2 separate regions of the Mus musculus genome follow, and region 1 is linked to region 2. The links are chromatin contacts, called in public targeted proximity ligation maps. All regions are on one chromosome and are shown on one strand. The core of a region is the stretch at or near the end of the contact, and the rest is flanking DNA. Distances in the headings are between cores, read along the strand shown.

Region 1 (5,168 bases), core at 1,684-4,183, 43 kb before region 2:
TGTCAGAGCCCCCGCCCCATGCCACCTTGTACCCCTGTGCTCCAACACCGTGGGAACGAACTATAAAGAGCCACTGGGGCACCAGGAGGAGGCCTGAGACTGCCAAGTGAAGCACCACAAAACACATGCCTTGGCTGTGGTCGGCCTTAGAATTGGGCTTCTGAAATTACAAAATCTAGATCCAAATAAAACAAGTTTTCTCAAAAGAAACCTCCATTCTCAGACAGAAGAAAATGAGGAGTCCTAGGACAGAAAACATCTTCCTGGTTTATTAATTCAAGGATCTCTCCAAAGTAAACCCATTGCCTTTTCTTTAAGAATTTAACAGTGGGCTGGAGAGGTGGCTCAGAGGTTAAGAGCACTGACTGCTCTTCCGGAGGTCCTGAGTTCAATTCCCAGCAACCACACAGTGACTCACAACCACCTGTAATGGGATCCAATGCCCTCTTCCAGTGTGTCTGATAACAGCTACAGTGGACTCATATAAAATAAATAAATAATAAAAAATGTTTTTAAAAAACAAAACAAAAAAAGAATTATAACAGTGTAATATTTAACTCCAAAAGTGGGTTTTTTGCTTTAAAATATTTTCTATGTATATAAGATATATGTATGTGTGTGCATTTATTTATTTATTCATTTATGTATTTAGAGGCAGGATCTCCCTATATGGCCCGGGCGGTCCTAGATCAGGCTGGCCTCCAATTCAGAGTCCCACTTCCCCTCTCTCCAAAGACTTGTGCCACCATGCCCAAATAAAAAAACATACAAATATTTAAGGTTCCTGTTTTCTGATTATGTACAGGCAGGTAACAGAGGGTTGAATCGAAATGGATTGTTAGTGAAGACAAGGAATAGTTCTGTTTGGGCAACCTCAGTTTCTTATTACATGATAATTTCAATTCCCTGTGAAAATGGTGACCAGCAAAGCAGCCCAAAGAGGCATTTTCTCATGTATACCACGCTAACATCCACTGAAAGGTGTATCTAATCACTCTACACAAGTTGAGCGTTTAATGACTCAAATTAAGCAGTCACCAGACAACTTCCAGAAGAGGGTAAAAAAACCTTTTTTTTACTTGGCTTCTCCACACTGCAGTAACCTGGACCTGATTTAGGATCACGGGGGTAACTTAGGTTTGGAACTTTGTAGATGCTAGCTGAAGGCCTGGTACACTATGCCAAGTGCTCACTCCAGCAGGAAAATGGGGTGCACAGGGCTAAGACAACTCTCTCTCTTTAGTACAGACTCTACACTGTACGGGAAACAGCAAACAAGAATCAGCAAACCTCTAAACTGGGTAAGGGTATCCAGTTCCAACCTAAGCTTGAAGGTGAGTTTTGTTAAGAAACCACTAAGATCTAGAGTCTGAAAGCCAGGCATAATGATGGAGGCCCTTAACCCCAGCACTCAAGGAGGCTTAGGCAAGACAACAGAGTGTGAGCCAGCCTAGACTGCACACAGAGTCTAAAATGAGCCAGTCAAAAATCCAATGCCAACTTTTGGCTTATAGTGGCTTGTGCTTTGTTTTCAAAATAACTGTTAGAAACTTGTCTTGAAATTGAAGGGCAAGATTCCTGGGCATTCACGATGTGCTGACATTTTTAGCACGTGCTGCCTGAGTAAGTATGCAGACCCCTTCATTCATGCCCGAATGGAAAACTAAAGAGTTTGCAAGGCCCAGTTCCACATTAGGCCAGAATGACATCCACCCATAGGGTGACTAGAAAAAAAACTGACCTCAGGAGCTCCCGGGTTAGTCAGCCCAACATGGGGTAACCTATCCATGCAAACAAAATCAGAAACCCGAGATCTTTTCTCTTTGCTTTCAGGACAGAAATGTAGCAATACTCATCTCCCCGAGACTTTTCTCTCTTAACTCAGAAAAACACAACTAAGAAGGTAGGAACCTGAGTGGGACAAGAGGCACAGAAGTCGTAGGGCATATTCAGGGGAAGAGACCCCGGAGATTAGATTGAGAAAGGTCTAAAAGATGGGCTTCTTACTGGAAAGCTATTTAGTGGAAAGGGCCCTAGGCAGACAGAGTCTCTGGCAAAAGTAGAGAGCCTTACCTAGTGCTGTCTGGACCTGCCCTACCCAGACCTTGGCAGATGGAGGTGGGGTGAGACCGAATCCCGAACCCCCATCTTCCACGGCCTCTCTTTACTTCTTTGTTAGGGGAATTTGAACGAAAGTTAAGGGTTCTTCACCGAGGCTCCTCGCAAGGTGTACCTCGTTTTAAGCCAGTAGCTAAAAAGTCCCCCTGTCCCCCCAAAGCTTGAGGGTCAGTGGTCCACTGAACTCTTCCTCTCTGCGATGCTGAGATTCCGTGACAAACACTTCCAGAACTCCAGTCTTTCCAACTTGGTTCAGGAAGATCGGTTTACACCCACGATGTGGGTTCCAAGTCGGCTTCCTGCCACCCGCTGCCTGGCCCCTCTCGGTGACCTTTCACCTCTGACTGCCACTGGACTGCGAGGTCCTGTCCCCCACCCCCCCACCCCCCACCCCCCGTCACCAATTTGGGGTTATTAACACTCGGAAACTTTCTGGGTCTCGGCTCAGGCCGGTGCGCAGAGGACCAGACCGACCCCGCCCGCCCGCACTCACCGGGCTCCCCACGCGAGCCGCACGCCCAGGCTCCACACGGCCAGCACCTGCCGCGGCCAGGGGCGCCCTCCGCCTCGACGTCCACGTGCTCCTCGCCGGGGGACGCCGGGTCCGCGAGCTGCAGCTCGGGCTCGCGCAGCTCCACCGCCTCGGCTGCAAGCTCCGCCGCGCTCTCCGGGGGCCCCATCCCGCAGCCCGCGCTCTCCCCGCAGCCGCGCGCCTTCTGGCGCCCGCAGCTGCCGCCCGGCCGCTCGGCTCTTCCGGCCCCCGGCGAGCCGGTGCGTGTGCGCGTGCGCGTGCGCCCGGCTCCGCGCGCTTGTCCTCCGCTGCCCTCCCGCCCCGGGGAGCCCGCCGCCTGCGCTCGCTCGTGCTCTCCGGCTGCGGTGGCTACAGCTGGCGCGGTGACTGTCCCCCACCCCCACCCCAGGGCAGTCGGGCTAGACAGCACACTGGTCCTCCTCTGTCTTTGCACAGACAGGGAGGGACGCTTGGTTCTCAGCCCTGGCGCCTCGGGTCTTGGGGCCTTCTGCTGCTTTAGAAAGACTGTACCTCTGAGCTGGGCGTGGTAGCCCACGCCCTTACTCCCAGCAGTTAGGGACAGAGGCATGTGGGTTTGTGAGTTCAAAGCCAGCTAAGGCTGTATAGTGAGACGCCCTCCCTAAATAAATACATGAATTAAATTAAATTAAATTAAATTAAAAGGGACTGAGTGTCTGTTTACTGATATGGATCACCTCTGTGATGCCCCGAGGACTTCTAAGCATTATGTGAGTTTTTAAACACACTTCGACCTGTCCAAGAATTTAAGGTGTAAACATAAAGATTGAAACATAAAATTGAAAAGGAGGGCTCTTTAAAAATGCAAGGCACCTGGGTGTGGTGGCAAATTGAGTGAAGAGGATCTTTGTGACTTCAAGGCCAGCCTGGTCTACAGAGCGAGTTCCAGGAAAGCCCTGGCAGCACAGAGAAACCCTTTCTCCACAAAACCAAAACCAACCATCCAAACAAACAAAAATTGCAAGGCAAAGGGGGCTGTCTCAACAAACTGAGACAAGTAGCTACCTCAGCTCTGTTAGCTCCAGATTTCAAAGAAAGAGACCGATATTCCAAGTGAAGGGCCTAGGCGGGGTAAATTTTACTCTTGATGAACTAACCAGTACCCCGAGCTCTTGACTCTAGCTGCATATGTATCAGAAGATGGCCTAGTCGGCCATCACTGGAAAGAGAGGCCCATTGGACACGCAAACTTTATATGCCCCAGTACAGGGGAACGCCAGGGCCAAAAAGGGGGAGTGGGTGGGTAGGGGAGTGGGGGTGGGTGGGTATGGGGGACTTTTGGTATAGCATTGGAAATGTAAATGAGCTAAATACCTAATAAAAAATGGAAAAAAAAAAAAGAGGGTGTACTCTGAAGATGGAACTCGTAGACAGGAAATGCATTTATTTTTCATTCCCCCTTAGATGGGACTTCGTCTTTTTCCCCATTGGCTGGGGTCAAACCTCACAGTCTTATTCCATCGCCAGTTTTTTAAGAACTGGCCCTCTTGAAATGAAGGAAGAAGGGGAAAGGGGAAGCTGATCTTTGGTTCTGCAATTCCTGGAATATAGCACTGGGCTTTGTGTAAACAGACATTTTAATGGGTGGTGGGAAAGATGGAAACATTTGCGTATGGGTGAGATAAAAGGACGTTGATTCCTTCTCCTAAACTCGTTTTATAAGTATTTGATAGAAAAGACTCATATTTAATATTTCTTAGAAATTCCTCCTCTTTAAAAAAAAAATACTTTTCCAAACTCACTGAAGTGTTAGCTCTTGCAGAGCAGTGGTGGTACAGGCCTTTAATCCCAGCACTTGGGAGGCAGAGGCAGGCAGATTTCTGAGTTTGAGGCCATCCTGGTCTATAGAGTTCCAAGACTGCCAGGGCTACACAGAGAAACCCTATCTTCAAACAAACTGTTGCGCCCACCTCGGCAAGGAAAACGCAACACTGTCGGATTCTTCTCAACAGCTTTATTGCAGGAACGCCTTGATGCTGCTACGGGAACCCAGGGAGGACTCCTTATATACACCCCAGCACAGGGAAAAGCTTTGTGTCCTCCTGGGATTGGTCAGTCTGCCCGGCACCTTAATTTGCATGCACCCGCAAAGGGGTTGGCGCCAGATTTGGGCTAGCACCTGCAGAGCACAGCCACGGTGTACCGGAAACCCGTGCCATCTTTTGGGCATCGGCTGCCTACAACAAACAAACAATGCCTGCTGTTTTTCTGTCCTATCTTGGAATAAGAAATTGCAATAGTAAGACTAGTCCTCTGGAACAAAAATTAATGATTCCATATATTTCATTAGCATGTTTAAGATGAGCCTGATTGCAAGGGCTGGCTCCTTGGCCAAGAGATTGGCAGAGCCCCATTGAAATGTTAGTTCTGTGCCCAGGCCCAAAATTAAATTCTCTTGACCAGGGATTTCCCCTTAGAGGCCTTCATTGCTACTTTCGCATCCCTAAAGAGGTAACCCTAGATCATCTAGGACCCAGATCAAAGATCACATTAGAATAGC
Region 2 (4,948 bases), core at 1,836-4,335:
AGTCCAGTAAAGGAAGATGGGAACGTTCTAGAATTGGATGGTGAAAGAACTTGATGCCAAAGAACTATTCACTTAACAAGGCTAAAATGTTGATTATTTTTGTTTTTGTTTTGTTTTGTTTTGTTTGGTTTGGTTTGGTTTGGTTTTGGTTTTGGTTTTTCGAGACAGGGTTTCTCTGTGTAGCCCTGGCTGTCCTGGAATTCACTTTGTAGACCAGGCTGGTCTCGAACTCAGAGATCTGCCTGCCTCTGCCTCCTGTAATCCAACTCTTGGAAGGCAGATGAAGGGAGATCAAAAGTTCAAGGCCCGCTTCTTCTGCTACATTGCTAGTTCTAGTTTGGGACCAACCTGGGTTACAGGAGATACACACACACACACACTTCATTTGCCAAGTGTTGACATTTTAACAAGTGCTGGGATCAAAGGCGTGCATCACCACGCCCGGCTAAATGTGGAATTTTATATCATGCATATTTTACCATGATAAAAACAAATGGCTTTCCAAAAAAATTGTCTTCCGTCCCTGTTATTGCTATTTAGAAATCATCTGTATCTTAAAGAAAAAGCAGAATCATCTTTAAGATAAAGATCTACTTTATCTTAAGACTTGTCTTGTTTAAAAAAAAAAAAAAAAACTTGTCTTGTTAAAATGTCAACACTTGGCAAATGAAGTGTGTGTGAATCTCATGTAACCCAGGTTGATCCCAAACTAGAATAACAATGTAGCAGAAGAAGCTGGCCTTGAACTTTTGATCTCCCTGCATCTACCTTCCAAGAGTTGGATTACAGTTATGAATCATCAGACATGGTTTATGTCATGCTGGGATTGTATCCCAGGATTTTATGCCTGCTTAGGCAAAAGCTCTACCAACCGAGCTACACCCTTTCCCCCCGGCCCCGCCCCTTCTCTTACTAGCTCCACGAGCGCCACCTTTAGGCTCTTTCAGTCATCACACCGCGCTCATTCTTTTACACTTGGCGCAACATTCAAAAGCCATCTGTTTCCCATCAGGCTCCTGAGCAAGGCTAACCCCTTATTGATATGATACACGGTATCCTACGGTATACTTTATAGGTATCCATAAAGGGTTTTCCATCTATTGAAATCTCATCTTATAGTCTTGCTTCCATTGTGTCTCCGCAGGTTCTCACGATGGCATGCTCCATCAACGCAGGTATCGCCATGTCGCTTTAGAATTGGAAATGTTTGGATCCACAAGGTGTATGGATTTTGGTCGCAAGACTTTCTATTAACAGTCAGGCCCAACACAGCTTAGTTTATGAAGTCTGATTTTTCTAACCACCTGCCTTCTCCCTTTATCTGCTGTTATTTGTCCCAGCATACCTCCCCCTCATGGTTCACTTTTTAATCTATCTTGGGGAAATTTCCATGGTTTCTCTTGCCTGTGTATTTCACTTCCTCTCCTTTTCTAAGGTGTGGCACATAGCCAGATAGCTGACAATAGTTATCTTCTGCTCCCTTCTCCCCTGTTGCCTTCTATTGTGTAAACTGGGAAAGTTAAAGACTCACTTCCCATGAGCCTTTTCAGCTAGGAGTAGCCAAGTGACAGTTTCGGCCAACAGAACAGAAGCAGACTTTAGTGGAAAATGTTTTAGTTTTTCTGATGAAAGAAAGCAAAAAAGAAGCAAATGGACACACACAGCCCCAGTTTCTTCCCCTGCTCTTGGGTTTTGTTTTTGTTGTTGTTGTTGTTGTTGTTGTTGTTGAACATGATATTTGGAACTGGAACAATACCACCTTGAAGGAAAGCCCTAGAAAGTTCTGAGGCGCTGGCTCTGACATCTCTGAGCCAGGACCCAGTGCCAGCAGCCACTTACCTCGACCCCTTGCTTGCTCATTATCTGAGAGAGGAAGCAAAACCAGGAGCCACTGTTAGTCATGTTTTTCTGTTGCCCAAAGCTGAAAACGTTTCTTACTCTTGCCTAGTATAAGAGATATAATATTTACTTCAAAGTGTTGTAAAGATAAATGTAGGTAATGTCATTAGTAATTGTTTGGCATTTAGGGTACCCTAGCTACTGTTCTGAGCACTTTACATATGTGGATTATCTAAACTCTCTCAAAAATGCTTGTGAAGCCGGGCGTGGTGGCGCACGCCTTTAATCCCAGCACTCTGGAGGTAGAGGCAGGTGGATCTCTGAGTTCGAGGCCAGCCTGGTCTACAAAGTGAGTTCCAGGACAGCCAGGGCTACACAGAGAAATCCTGTCTCGAAAAACAACAACAACAAAAAAAGACATGATGGCCCTCTCCACCTTAAAGACAAAGAAATGAAGCCACTTACTCAAAATTAACAACTTATGAATGACAAGATTTTGTGTACTGTCGTCTGACTCCAGTCTGTCTACTTACTTACAAAGCACTTAGCCCAGAAGTACGAAGTTGGCACCCTGAAGCTGCTGGCAATACTAACGATGGTGATTAAGGAACATTTCCCTCTGGGGTGACTTGAAAGCCGAGCACCTGTGGTTGGGAAATGTACTGTGCACATGAAGGCAAAAACACTTGGACAACAAGATAAGCAATCCTGCGACAGGAGTCTTAAAACTAACAAGGCAGAGTTTGGGGTCAACTCCAATGGCATTCCAGGAGCCATCCATGATTCCCTTCCTTAGCTCTGTCCTCATCCGTAGGCCTCCATTCCCTGAGGACTATGTTCTTACCCGCCCCACCCCCACCCCCCGCTGTGATCCGCACCCACTCCCAGCCCTCCACCATCGGGATCACAGCTTTTCTTTATTTTGGGCTAAAACATCTTATACTTTTGTTCTTGTTGTTTTTATTTTGTTTGTTTGTTTGTTTGTTTTTTCGAGACAGGGTTTCTCTGTGTATCAATGGCTGTCCTGGAACTCACTTTGTAGACTAAGCTGGCCTCGAACTCAGAAATCCCCCTGCCTCTGCCTCCTGAGTGCTGGGATTAAAGGCGTGTGCCACCATGCCCGGCAACATATTATACTTTTAACTACCAATTGTGGCCACTAGGTGTCAGCATCTATCACAAAATGAGCCATTGCTCACACCAGCCTTCTTCAAATTTAAGCTCAAGACTGCAGTTATGTAAAAGCAAATCTGTTTTCTGGTCTATGGATGCTTAGTCTTTTTCTTGTTTTCTTGTTGTTTCCAGGCAGCAGACAGAAAAGGAAAGCAAAAGCTATTTCTTTTGATCTGCTAACCCAAGAGAGCCAGCTGCCACTACTGCGCTCTGGTGGGGACTGCAAGGAGTTATGAAAACTTTAAAGAGTGAAAAAGGGCCTGTCCCTCATGGATTCTGTTGGCATGCAGAAGCTTTAGTTGGCTACCATGAAGTAAGGCATCCTATGTGATTGGCTGGGGCACACATTTGATTTCCTCTATCAGTACAGAACTGAAAGCAGGTAGCTGAGAGGATTGGGGAGTGTCAGTCACTATCAAGGGCTGAGCAAGCCGGGCAGCAGATAGAGGAGCTCTGATAGAAGCTCACTTGTGGAATTAGTAACTAATCCATCAGGGGTTGTAGGATAGGCTGACTTCGAAAGCTATTTGCTGTAGATGGGGTTGGTTCCCTGAGCAGGGGTTAGGTTAAAGTTCTATTTTGATATATACTTTGTCGTATGTTTCCATCTCCCTGTGGTAAGCAGTAATCTTAGCTTTACATTTTTTTTATCATGTTTACAATGTATAAAGTGCATTTGTGTTTATCTCATGATTAGTGAGTGATACGAGACTTTGTCTCTTTACTGTAAAGCCAAGGAGTAGACTCAGAAATGTTCATTAATCCAAGCACCGTGGCGATGAAAGAACTTTAGGGGTGTGTGTGTGTGTGTGTGTGTAGGTGTGTGTGTGTGCCTGCTTGTGTATGGGGGTGGGGGGGAAGGTGCCTGCTTTAGGACTTCAAGTTCAGAGACACAGGTTCAAAAAGCACTAAATTGCTTTACAGAAGAAAGTAGAGGGTGTGGAAGCTAATAAAGATAAACAGTGCTAGTTTACCTTTGTAGTAAATGCCTATTGAATACCGGAGAGAGGGCGAGGCTACATGATAGGTAAGGTGAGGGACAAGAAGCCAGGTATGACTGGAAGTGGTGGTGTAAATCTTTAATCCCAGCACTTGGGAGACAGAAGCAGGCAGATCTCTGAGTCTGACACCAGCCTGGTCTACAGAGTGAGTTCCAGGACAGCTGGGGCTACACGAAGAAACCCTGTCCTGAAAAAAACAAACAGAAAGAAAGGAAGGAAGGAAGGAAAGAAGGAAGGATGGAAGAAAAAGCCAGTGTGGGACTTATGTATCCACTTCCAGCGTTGAACAGGTTGATACCAGAGGACCGTTACACTGTCCAGGCCAGCCTGAACTATATAGTAAACTCCAGGCCAGTCATAAGATTCCCATCTCAAATAAAAACAACAAAAAGAAGAGAATCCAGGCATGATGGCACATTCCTCAAATTCTGTTGCTTAGGTTGCTGAGTCACAAGAGGATCACAAGTTCAAGGCCAATCTGGGCTACATACAGCGTTCTAGATTAGCCTGGGCTGATAGTAAGACTCTGACTCACTCACTCAACCAACAGACCTATTATCAATAAACCAATAAAATAATCCAAACACATAGTAAAAATGTCATACTAGATACACAAAGGAAGGCTAGATATGTATTCACCTTAGTTTTTCTGACTGGGTCTCATTGAATCTAGAGGTTGCTCTTTTAGCTAGACTCGACTGATTGGTAGGCAAGGCCCCTCCTGGCTTTGACCTCAGCACAGGAGCTAGAGACGTGCACTGCCACACTGGCTTTAACTGGGCACTGAGCATCTAAACTTGGCTCTTTGTGTTTGTACAGAGGCATTTTACCCATCGAGCTATCTCCCCAGTCTCCAGAGACATCATAGCATCCATCTGGAGTCTCTGATGTAACATAAATACTAGTCATGCAAGATGCCTGTAGCCAAAGGCGAA

What was found.
Region 1: a contact with region 2 is called in a targeted proximity ligation map of intestinal villus epithelium, with 42 read pairs. A contact is called at or near these places in 2 of 39 promoter capture datasets (embryonic stem cells and liver), 5 of 484 Hi-C or Micro-C datasets (embryonic stem cells, liver and nephron progenitors), 10 of 130 datasets of targeted methods (CD8 T cells, the SCID.adh cell line, embryonic fibroblasts and 4 more) and 4 of 9 other capture datasets (adipose tissue, embryonic stem cells, liver and 1 more).

What each region holds. Positions count from the first base shown.
Region 1 is chr19:38,393,745-38,398,912 of GRCm38.p6, reverse strand. It overlaps Slc35g1 (solute carrier family 35, member G1), which reads right to left and starts at 2,933. Exons shown (of 3, transcript NM_175507.3): 1 at 2,612-2,933. The coding sequence starts at 2,798.
Region 2 is chr19:38,350,993-38,355,940 of GRCm38.p6, reverse strand. It overlaps Gm33036 (a long non-coding RNA gene), which reads left to right. Exons shown (of 4, transcript XR_003952856.1): 3 at 1,145-1,175; 4 at 3,145-3,702. Among named protein-coding and RNA genes, the nearest start is that of Gm32960, 4.8 kb to the right of the region's middle.